Linked DNA regions of Xenopus tropicalis: region 1 is linked to region 2. The links are chromatin contacts, called in public Hi-C maps. All regions are on one chromosome and are shown on one strand. Each heading gives the region's core, a stretch centred on a gene start, on an enhancer-like site or on the middle of the called end of the contact. The rest is flanking DNA. Distances are from core to core; before and after follow the strand shown. Region 1 holds the start of LOC100145789. Region 2 has its middle 23 kb from the start of mapre2.

Evidence for each region. Hi-C and Micro-C count contacts between places; a contact is called where the count stands out from the background.
Region 1: a contact with region 2 is called in a Hi-C map of liver, with 2.8 times the contacts expected there. The contact joins the promoter of LOC100145789 here to the enhancer-like site in region 2. A contact is called at or near these places in 2 of 5 Hi-C or Micro-C datasets (brain and liver).

The regions. Positions count from the first base shown.
Region 1 is chr6:112,958,355-112,964,488 of UCB_Xtro_10.0, forward strand. LOC100145789 reads right to left here and starts at 2,247. Exons shown (of 10, transcript NM_001127151.1): 1 at 2,165-2,247. The coding sequence starts at 2,221.
Region 2 is chr6:112,859,586-112,865,814 of UCB_Xtro_10.0, forward strand. It overlaps a transcript of mapre2 not described here. Among named protein-coding and RNA genes, the nearest start is that of mapre2, 23 kb to the right of the region's middle. Within about 2 kb of position 1,391, at least 1 of the 11 cell types and tissues checked has an H3K27ac peak or open chromatin away from gene starts, as enhancers often do. A contact at or near this core is called in liver, where this site is marked.

The DNA.
Region 1 (6,134 bases), core at 997-3,496, 100 kb after region 2:
GCCATTGCATTTTATAAAGAAGAGGCACAATGACCAAAGGTACTACATGACATTGAAATACAAAGGATAACTGTAAGGCTCTGCTGGGATTTGAGCCAGAAATCTCTAGGTTTCTGGCTGCTTTCCCTGTGCACTAGGCCATGTGAGCAGCTAGCAGGCTTGCTTATTACCTTTCACCTGGCAAGAGATAATTATAACATAGTGGGGCTCATTTATAAACACTGGGCAAATCTGCACCTGAGCAGTAACCAATAACAACCAATTAAATGTGTGGTTTTATTGTTCAACCTGCAGCTGGCTGAAAAAAGGGCAAATTTGCCTAGTGTTTATAATTGACCCCCACAGTGTGTTTATATACTTGTACCATTTTTACTGTGCGGGGTACTCCTGACTTTAATACATGAACACAAATATCCTAAATGTGGAGCTATTTTAATTTTTTTGGCCAGAGGTACCTTTAAATAAAAATCCTATCTTGTTATCATAACACCCTCAGAAAAAGTTGATGACAAAGTATATGCAAAGTAAATTATTCATAAACAAATACACAGCAATAACCTACATATCTGGTAAATAGGATGTCTTGCAACATTATTCATATCCTTGACCCAGACTTTTTGTCAGAAACAACTCTATTGTGTGGTATATCTATACCTCCATATAAAAAGCTTAAATAGTATTACTTGTAGTTCCATTTTAATCAGGTGTCAGATGATAAGGGTTAATACTCCAAACCCTGTGTTATCCATACTAAGATAGGAGACAATAGTATAATCTTGCCAAGGTTATTGACTGTTTACTAAGCGATGATCTCACACTAAAGGTTTAGCATTAACTGACATTTGTACCAGGAGGCGCAGTCTGATGAACACTGATAACAACTATAAATCAGGCGACAGAATTATTGTTGCTGCCAAAAGCATAAGGTCTCCCCAGTGTCCACCCTCCACATTCCCAAAGACAGACTTTTTTTAATGAAAGCAAAAGGGCCATAAAATTGAGATAATATATTTGTACATATTGATTCCCATGTTATTAATGCCATTAAATTATTATTATTTAAAGCCACATAGATAAATATGTTAAGTTGCCCAACTGAGTATTATCTCTGAAATCAAAGCAATAATTAGTTGCCAAGAACCACAGATACCACCGTCACTGATAACTCTTGCTCTAAATTCACCTGCTAATAAAGCTGATGTGTAGCACTACCAACTACAATTTCAACTTTTCTGGGCAAAAATTACAGCCTTCCTTTTTTTTTATCTTTGTGCCCTATTAATAATTAATATTATAAATTACCTTTTCCCAGGAGATATACTGATCAGTCAAATTAACTGAAATTATCACTATCAGATAATACATATTATATATTAAAACCTCACCACAATGTTCCTTAACCATCTTTGATCCACAAGCATGTAAATACAAACTAGAACTAGAGCAGATGAAATATAATCTTCATTAGTAAATAAATTATGTGTTCAGGTATCAGTAACAATACAGAAGCGTCTATGTTTAGATCAGTAAAGTTCAACTGGAACTCTTTCAAGTAGTGCAGAACAACTTTCAACACTGATCAACAGTTAATGCCTGTGGTTGGATCTTAAAACCTCTCGGACCCCAAAAGGGCTGTGATATGATAATACGTAGCTCCAAAAGAGTTGCAATTCACCTTGAATAGCCCTTTAGATTATGACTAACAACTAACCCCCTCTACTAGATAAACAACTGACCCACACTTTTCAAAAAATATATCCCTAATTTGCAAATTCTGTTCATCATAAAGCATCAGTGTACTCCCCAGGCTGTTATAGCTAGGGGCACCTCCTGCATATTTGCTAGCCGCTCAGCTCTGAAGTACCTTAAAGCCTGCCCAATCCTCGGCTGCTGAAATAGAAAACTTTTTACAAGTGCCAGTAAAACCATGCACTTCTGCAGATACAGTGGCCGTTGTATTTGCAGAAGTGCACAATCCTACCGGTACATGCGAAAAGCTTTCTGTTACAGCAGACAATGTTGCGACAGGATTTTAGGTGCAGGTGGAAATAATTGTTGGTCCTTATTTGGTATTTGTAGCCAATCATTTTGTATTAACATAAAACATTTACTGGCACATTAGACTAACCACACAAATATATACTTTCTGTTGCAACATTTTTACCTTGTAGTTATCAAAACCAGCAAGTTGATCTGGCGTTATATAGCGGTGGTTAAACATGATGGTTCTGTTATTCTTCTTTTCATTTAGTGTTTGCTCTTGTTTTCCTTTCCCCCAGGTAAGAGATGCAGGTACTGTAGCTAGGCAGCAACTGGCAAGAACAGCTATAATGCGAATGTGTGCCTATGTGCATGGGTTTTTCATTCTCTCCTAAGCTATCTTATCTATTAAGGAAACAGCTCTTGTAATCACTCCCTACTCAGGTATCGCCATGCGTTTCCTCACAGACTACAAAACAGAGTGAAAAGAGCCAAAGCTACAAAACTGTTCTCCTCATAATCAGCTTAACCTTTTAATTCAGTTTTACAATTTATAGTACATTTTTTTCTAAAGGCAAAAAGTATGAAACAGACACAAGAAATGATTTCGTAAAGAAACTGCATACAAAATGTCACATGATAAAGGAACACACTTCTAAAAAGAAATACAAGGTAAAAAAATGAATAACTTACCTGACTAAACAGAGGTGGGAGGTGTTTTAGGGGATAGCATAAATGGTGCACACCCAGAAATACTATCAGGTAAAATGTTCATCAGTACATCTAGCTTCTCAGCAATCAAAAAGATACTCACATATATTTGTGCCTACAAACAAATCAATGAACAATGGGCATATTTGTCCCTTGGCATTAACCCACAGCAAACAAATAGCAATTAGCCTTGTCATTCCAACTGCTGGTACAACAATGACAGCAGAAATGTATTTAGGTATCATGGGTTACTGCCCAGGTGCTACCAGCTCAATAAATACGTTATGTTATTATAGCGTTTAAACCGATATTTAACTCTTTGTTGCCAATCACATAGCTCCCAGTTGCTGGCATACTTAAGACTGTAAGGTGCCCATTCACTAAGGTTATCTGAGAAAAGTATGGTTTTTTTATGTTTTGGTTTTTTTTGACTGACAAAACGTATGCTAGCTGGCAACAACCATTGAGTCCTATGGAGGCTTAGAATAGTAAAGGAATAGAGTAGTCAGTGACGGCCTGTCCTTGACACATTTTTAAGGGGAATTTAATTCTACCATTGTTTTCTATTTCACCCAATTTCAAGGGGAAATTAATCCCACCGTTGTTTTCTATTTCACACACTTTCAAGGGGAAGTTAATCCCATCATTGTTTTCTATTTCACCCAGTTTCAAGTGAAACTTAAACACATTATTGTTTTCCAAGAAGAGTGCCAATGCTCCTAAAAAGGCTGCTGGAGCAATTTCTGTTTGGGAAAAATAAAGAATATTCATGGAAATTAATAGCCATTTAAAAAATTTCACCAATTTCTCAAATTTTTTGGCTCAAAAAAATCTCGATTTTCAGATAAAAAAACTAAATTTTTTCATTCAACCCTACCAACATTTAATAAATGCAAGAATGATCATGTTTTATTTAAAAAAAGTACAGTTTTTACAAGTTTCAAGGCCAGTAAAATTCTAGTTTTAGTAAATCTGGCCCTTAACGTAAAAAAAAAAGTATTAGCTACATTCTTTGGCAAGAGTTGCTTGTGCAGAGCGTCAGGATAAATCACAACCCCCTGGACAACAAGCCACCTGGTCCTGACATAATCATTGTGTTGGATGAACACTAAACAACATACACATTGCAATGACATGTCTGCTATTTGGGTATTTAAATGCTGCCGAACTTTATGTTGTGCAAAACGATCCACCTTGTATAGACACACGTTTACATGCACACTAATTTACATACAAACACTTTTCTAAACACACACTTCATGGTTATTCTCATACACACACAATGTATGTGTGTACACACATACAATGAACAAACACATGTACACATTTTTTCTTCCTTTTATTTCTTACTGTTTTGTATCTTGCTTTCCCTCTAAAAACTGTTTATTTGCAGTGTGACTAGTGCATCAGGAATATTAACTACTAATTATACAGCAGTTGCATTTTTAATCCTGCATTGTTGTTCACATGCCCTATTTTTCAGAATGCTCTTGGAATTCATATTTACGTTTTTTGTAAACTGATAAAATGTGGGAGATAAGATTCCCCTGGGCTGTTTCATGTGTCTGTTTTGGATTTGCAGAATGTGTATTCTCAAAAATAAATAGTTTTCTGGGGCCAACTCAGGATTTGGGGCTTTTACCACATGTAAAATGCACTGGATTTTCATTTTTTAATTTTGGTCCCTCTACATACCACATTTTTTAGTAACTCTATGGATATTGGGCATCAAACTTTTCACAAGACCTGTAGCATCTATATGTAATGCTGGTATTTAGGTTAGAGCATGGGTTACATATAGCTTCGCTATATGGAAGGAAATTTGCTAGATGGTGTTGTTGAACTACCACCCACAGTGGGATGTCAGGAGTGTCACTCAAACCTCAAATTATCTTCAAACCCTTATAGTCCTTATATAGACTGTCGTCCAACCTAATTTATGATTAAACTGTTTTTAATTTTCCTTTGTTCTAAAGTTGATGATTGATTAACCAATCTCTCTTGAATATTCTTGACTTCACCTTTCACCTTTTTCTTGCTTTACGTCTCCTATAATCCCCTTTCCTCCCTTTTCAAATGATGATAATAATGTATATTTGGCACTGTGCTATTCATCTTGTACTTTGAGCAAATTTACATTGAGTTATACTTTACACATATGTCCCATTTAAAGATACAACAAATCCAGGATCTGATTTGAATTTAGCCCAAATCCCAGCACTTTTTCACCCGCACCTCTGGTGGGGGAAACAATATAGGGTAATAGGTGCCCTTTAAGTGGAGCACATGCTCATAATGGGCGCTTCTTGTGGCGCACTTGTTGACATTACGTGCATGCTCATAACGAGAGAAAGTTGTGGCATAATTTTCTGTGCCACAACATGGCTGCCTGCACCAGGATCACCATAATGTTGTAGGTGGCCTACTGCTGGGGGGGGGGGGGCAATTAAAAAAATTGTTCCCCCAAAACCTTTAGTTTGCTCTGGTGAGGGAGAAAGTAACAGGTGCCCTTTAATAAAAAACTGATGTATTCTCTGCATCCATATCTATCATCTTTCATTTTAGAATCACCTCTTGTAGATTATGTTGTCTTTTTTTCTGACAGAACCACTATCCCACTCCTTGAGTCTATTCTGGCTCCTAGGAAGATGACCTTCTGAGTGGGTACAAGCTGACTCTTCAAAAAATGTAGGCACCAGCCATATTATTCCAGCACCTGGATCACACTGTGCCTTTTGTCCAGAGGGTCTCTGGGGACCACCACCTTCAGAATCACTGCTTGGATTTTCATTAGATGAGTACTGTTTCCTTATCTTGTTATCTTTTTGGTCAACTCATCTTAAAACTTAAAAACAAATACTTATTTTTATAAAAATCATATTATAGGGCAATATGAAGTTACTTCAAATTGACTCAAGAACCTATATAACTGTGAAGCAGAAGTAATTCCTTCCTGGCTTATAATTCACTTTAGCTCCAGTGCACTTGCTCCCCTTCCCAACTGAATCACAGACAGCGTCCTGCACAATTACGTAGGGGCCCATCCATTAAACCACAAATTTCGGATTGTTAAAAGCACAATTGGAAAAATTTCGTAGTAACCATGATAATTTCTGATGTGCGTAAATTGCACGAAAATTTGTGTCGTGGTCGTACGTAAATATTGTGGTTGCAATCCGAAAGTTACGAAATTTTCGTAACCGAACGTTAATAAACGGTGCGAAAACCTTTCTGACTTGGAAACTTCAATGCATGATTTTGGAAGCCTCCCATATGACTCAATGGCACGCTGCAGCTCCATCCTGGCCAAAAGATAGTCACTGACAGAAAGAGTAGGACACATGAAGTGTGGAGAGAAAATATAAGCAGGAGAAACCTGGGAGTTCTGGCTCTTGCTGCTGGCACAGGTAGAGATGGTTTGGGGGAAATATATGATTTTTTGG
Region 2 (6,229 bases), core at 141-2,640:
CTCTCTTTGCTATTTTAGAAAAAGAACTGAATTATTGCTACAGTTCTACATATGTCATAATGCACAGTAGTATGTGGCTGATACTACTGGGTGCTTTACTATGCGGCAGCAGTGTGGATCTGTTAGTTTTGTCTGTGTTTGGTTGCATGTGCCTAACTGGTGTGGCCTGTGTATTCTATTGTGGTGGAGCCTGGTAACTGGGCCAGCTGCAGGAAGCTTTTCATACTCCTTCCCTTGACATTGAGGGAATGTACAACGTAGAGCCAACTAAGTTTCATGTCAGTAGTATAATTAAAGGGCAAACAGTGCATGTTTAAGCTATTAGTCAAGCAATAAGTCCTTTGTGGGCCTAAGTAAATGAGGTATTTTACATAACTGACATATTTGTAATTTGGCAAACCTGAATGCTAATTGCAGTCTAGGCTGACTTACAGCACTGCAATATTAAAACAAAGCAGTCAGTGCTGCATACCAGTATTAGAGGAATTTCTTGATATGGTTTATGAACTTTTAATAACTTCAGTCATTTTGGAGTTGGATGTTTGAACCTCAAGCTGTGTTTTTTAAATGTGCAAATAAAGGTTGATCATATTAATACCAACTGTTGCTGCTTTTTATGCTGACCCGGAGTGCACTGCCAATGTGTGAAGTTTTGTGACGAGATTTGTTCCCTGGCTACGAACTCGGGGCGGGAGCACCCTGGTCAATAGGACCATTTGGTAAGCATAATGCTTTCTTTTTTGGAAGTGGGTTCTCCCTGGCCGTGAGTTTTTTCACCTGAGTGCAGGGTCCGGGGCAGGTTGCACCTGGACCAGAGGATATGAGCGGTGAGCAGTTTTTATGTGGGGGAACCTGTATTGCTTTTTCCAGACAGGCACCTGTATTTTTAAACTAATTTCTACGTTTAAACTAGCCCTTAAACTGTGTGCTGTGGATGTATAATTTTTTCGTGTGGACGTTGAAGTGCTTTAGGTGTTGCTGAACTGCAGTCCACAGAATCCACTGCTAGCCCAGTGCAGCCACAGCCCAATGGTCTTGGCCTGGCTCTTATTGGGTAAAAGGTATAAAGCTTTATTTACAGCCTCCTTTCCTTCTTGGTTTCCTAGGGCAGCACTTGAGGAGCATTTGTAGCTCTTTTAAAGAAACATTTACATGTGATTCAAAGTGTGGCTCTTAGGTTCAATATATATTCCAATATATTTTCTTAATTTGCTAGTTGTGAAATGTATTATTTTTAATGGAATTTTGTATTCCAGTCATGTGAGAGTTGAAAAAAAGTTATTTATCCAATGAAAACCATCCTTTTGCAGAGTGTGGTTTATTTTGTGCATTAACACATTTCCAGCAACTATGTAGAAACCCATTTCAAAAGCTTGTAGCTTGCAGGTCACTGCTGTGTTACCTTGTTTCCTCCTTGTCACGTTGCCTAATATGAGTGCCACTCTAATGGGGCTGGCACGGTATCCTGTTTTACACTGTACAGCTATATATATATATAGCTCAGGATAAAATGTGACCTCTGTGACTAAATTTAGCAGTGATGGTACCTTTAGCCAATATGCAAATATAACTCTGTACTTACACAATACTTTTAAAAGTTAGCCACCATTTTCTGTCATGCTGAGGAATCACGTGGCCTGGAAATTTTACATTTTACAATTGGAATTTTATTTCACACGTTTATTTTTATAGATTCTCTCCAAAACAGAAGAGAAAAAAGTATCTAGTGGTAGACAATATAGTAAAGAAAGTTATCACAATTTGATAACACATTTAGTATCCTTGGTTCTTTATTGACCCACTGGTGGAACCTTTTGCAGTAGTGTTTTTGGAAAACATAAGTGTGCACATGGAGATTGAGTAATATTTGACTGTTGCTTTCTACGAAACAGCCAAGCCTGGATCAGGTTAGCTGGGAAGCAACAATGAACAGCAAATTTGGTAGATATTAATATTGTGAGAATGTTCACAGATATTTTCTGCAATATTTGGTTTGATGGTCAACATTTATATCATGCTAAGAAAGATTTTTACCCCAAAAGATTAACAAAACTGATAGCTCCCCCAGTTGCGTACTTTGTTCCTTACAATTGCGGCCAGAACACCCCCCCCCTGAGCTCATGCGCACACGCACATCACATCCCTTTATTTCTATTTGAAGCACAAGTAATACAGAGAGCAGATCTGGGCCACAAGGGCCCACCAGGTTTTTTGCCGGTGTCCCTTGTCAATCTTGGCCCAGTCCAACCCTTATCGTATTCACTTACCTCAGACCCCGGGCTGGTGCTCCTATTAGCAGAAAACTGCACTGGCTTGGGCTTCTTTTCAGTGAACATCACAGAGTGACCCTCTTCCTGCTTTTTTCTTCAAGCGGGTGTGCATGTGCATTAGGGTGAAAAGCCGAACTTCAACAAAGAACTCTACTGCTCAATGCATCAGCCATGGGGTAACACAGAAAGAAGAAGCAGGAGAAAGAGAAAATTTTAAATCACTGGGATGCCAAATGTTAGGTATCCCACAGTGATTATTATCACTCACCTGTGCCAGTGCTCATATCAAAAGAAAACTGCACTGACCAGAATACTTTTCAGTGAGCACCACAGATCTATCCTTTACCTGCTTTTTGCTTCTTTGCGCCAGGTGCACATGCACAGTAGAGTAACAAAAAGTTAAGGAAAAGGCCATCTTAGCTTGTTCTAGGGGTGAAACAAAAGGTAAACAGACCCTGCGACTACTGGGGCCATGAAACAAACAGTTTCCAAATATAGTTTGGGGGGCCATAAAATGGTTTTGCTGTGGCTCTCAACAGGGCAGATTGCCTAGACAGTGTCACACCCCTAACGCCATGCTTACCTTCTGCACTAGGGGCAAGTAGGGGCCTCCTAGCTATTGCAGAGAGTGCCCTCTGCTCTAGAAGAGATGAAATTCTGCTATAAATTTACTAGAGGAGTTTAAAGGAGAAAGAAAGGTAAAAACTAAGTAAGCTTTATCAGAAAGGTCTATGTAAATACAGCCATAAGCACTCACAGAAATGCTGCACTGACTTCACTTTGAAAAGATTTCTTGTGTCTGTAATTCATGTGCCAGAGACAGGCAGGTCTCTGCTGTCTCCTCTCTCCTGCTCCCCCCTCCCTCAAGAATGCTAAGAACTCACCCCCCCCCCTTAGGAATGTGGATCTGAGCCAATCAGCAGGAAGCTGACTCTTAGGGGCTGATTTACTAAGACACGAATTCGAATCCGAATTGGAAAAATTCCGATTGGAAAACGAACATTTTGCGACTTTTTCGTATTTTTGCAATTTTTTTCGGCGCCTTTACGACTTTTCGGAAATTGTCGCGACTTTTTCGTTACCAATACGATTTTCGCGAAAAAATGCGAGTTTTTCGTAGCCATTACGATTCGCTCGTATCTTGTCGCGACTTTTTCGTATTGAGTGCTCATAAGCGGCAGGCGAAACTTTCAGACTTAGCATGATTTTGGAAGCCTCCCATAGGACTCAATGGCACCCTGCAGCTCCAACCTGGCCCAAGGAAAGTCTCCCATAGGACTCAATGGCACCCTGCAGCTCCAACCTGGCCCAAGGAAAGTCACCATACTGAAGCTTGAATGAATCCGAACGCTACGAAAAAATCGCCAGATTTTGCGCATTCGGCCCGTTCGTGGGTAAGTAAATGTGCCCCATAGTCTTACTAACTGGGCATGTACACTTGGTCTGGGTGTTTGTGCAGGAGTGAGGCATTATGGGAACTTTCTTTACACAGCTCAGCATTTTTTCTTCCTGTTTGGTTTCTGATCATCTGAACAGGAGAAATATGGGGAGACTTAAGGGCACTATTGAGACAACTGAAGGTATGCCTGCAGCTTGAGATTAACTCTTTATTAACCTTTCCTTCTCCTTTAACACACAACTTTTACAAAATACAGAATTACTAAAAGTTTATAACTACATGGGAGCAACTACCAATAGTCTTTCTTGACTTCAAATGGCAGAACTTGATCTTCAGCACTACGATATGACTGCTAATTCCTTGCACATACTATAATCATTATGATACATAAGAGCTCTAAATATTGTCAAAATGATATCCCTAGAATTCATTCCCAGTGATGAATTCTAACAGGAAAACATTCAGTGGTGTGTGATGGCGCACTTGCACTCCACTGCTGCAAACTGGTGCTGATCGGATGCTGGGGGGATGTTCAAAAATTCTAACTTTCGTGTGCAGTTTCCATTTTCCTTTAAACAGCGCACAGTCTTTGTATTTTGGGATGAGCTGAAGAATACATTGTAAGATTAGCATCAATGTGCTATTGTAGTGTCACAGTAATGTTATTGTCAAGGGGAGGAAGTCTCAGCTCTTTGTTTCCAGCAATTCCTCTGCTAAACACCCAGTGTAGGATCTGTCCTAGAAATTGGGCTATTTCAGGGTCAATCTCCTTGATGGAAACATTTCTTCTAAGTTAGCTGGAAATACAAGGTAAGATGCTATTGCTCTTGCTTGCTATATGGACACCTCTAGGCGGTGTGGCCAGTTAAACTTTCCTTGTGTTAACTGCTAATTTTTTTTCGCTTGGATTGGTGCACTCTCTCTGACCTGCTTTATTTATATATGTAATTAAATTTCATTTTGATTCTTGAGATGTTATGTAAAAAAAATAAGGTCATAGCTGTGCAAGAGAGAACCTATACCTATTTCACATACAGCAGTCAACACGGGCATGCATAGGAGAAGTGGGAGCTACTCATATTATAAGAAACAGTAAACTACCAGTGAATTAGCGTTTGGATGCTACATGTACAAGAGTAATGCACATTATACTGTATGTGCAGAGAACAGTTAAGAGTTAACACCTCTTTAAAATGTCATTTTACAATTGAAACATTTGCTGAGTCCCGTATTCCACAAGAAATGCCTACCTCCAAGATAGAGATTTTGGAGGATATACAGCTATAAAACACAAGAGCCATGACTATCCTATAAATTATATTCTTATAAACTATGCTTAGTGATGTCATCAGTTATAATCAGGACTTAATGATGTCATTTATGTCACATGACTCACTTAAACTTGTGTATTATATTATAATAAATTATCAGGATATTAGAATAAAATATCAGGATATTAGAAGTTTCATGACTTGGTCTTTATATTTTACAATAAGGGAGTATAAAATTGATAAAACAAAATACAAAGCCTTAAACATAAAAGTTCAACAAAACATATTTTTTACTTTAAATGAAAAACCCCAGCTAAAAGAGTTGCTTCTTACTGAAATGCAAGGTCAGACAAGCTTGCCAGAGTACCAGATCTGCCGGTGTGCCCCACCCCTATTGAGTGCCAGCCATGGATAATTCCCACCAGCACTTTTTGTTGCCACCATATGCCCCATTGCAGCCTTTTTTGCACTTTGCACACTGCATGGGGCATTGTAAATGAGCACTTACATTCTGACCGGTGGTGTTGTCCTCTGTCTGCCTGACACTATTCCTGATAATAAGAAAAAAAATTTGCTATCTGGGCCTCCTGGTCCTAAAAATTACTGGACCTCTTATAGCAGTCCTTCCTTTACACCCTGATGGCAGCCCTGTGTAAAAAATGGTTTCAAGCAGAAGTATTTAGATGTATGCAGTAAATGGACATCTTTTTATTCATAAGGGAGGGAAACCTGCTGTTTTTATAAAAGTAGATCAAATTACCTTTTATTTCTATTAACCATGGGATTATTTAAATTTCCTATCTAAAACTAATTTCCTGAAATTGTCCAGTAGGTGGCAACCTCTTGACTATTATTATATTGTACAGTATTGCATGAATGCAACGTAATGTAGTGTCTGCACTTTATTAGGATCAAGAATTCCAAGCTTCCTGTTTTTGTGGCAGCAGCAGGACATGAGTTCGGCTAATGCCCCATGGGGAGATAAGTCGCCCAAGATAAATCTCCCTGAAAAGCCTTTCCACAGTCAAAAAGTGAATCGCCGGTGGAAAGGTCTATGCATCATTTCTTTTTTCAGAACTTGTGTGAAGTTTCCTCCTGCAGTCAACTTTGCCCAACTTTGGAAAGATGAAGTGATGCTCAGGCCTTTTCACTGGGGAATCCCTTTATTGACAGTGACTTTACACATACAATACACTGTAACGTTTTTATTTAAGCATCAAGAATGTAGTGGTTTAAAGAAAATTATTGTACATTTGAAAGGCCAAAAACACCCATAAAACACAAAATGG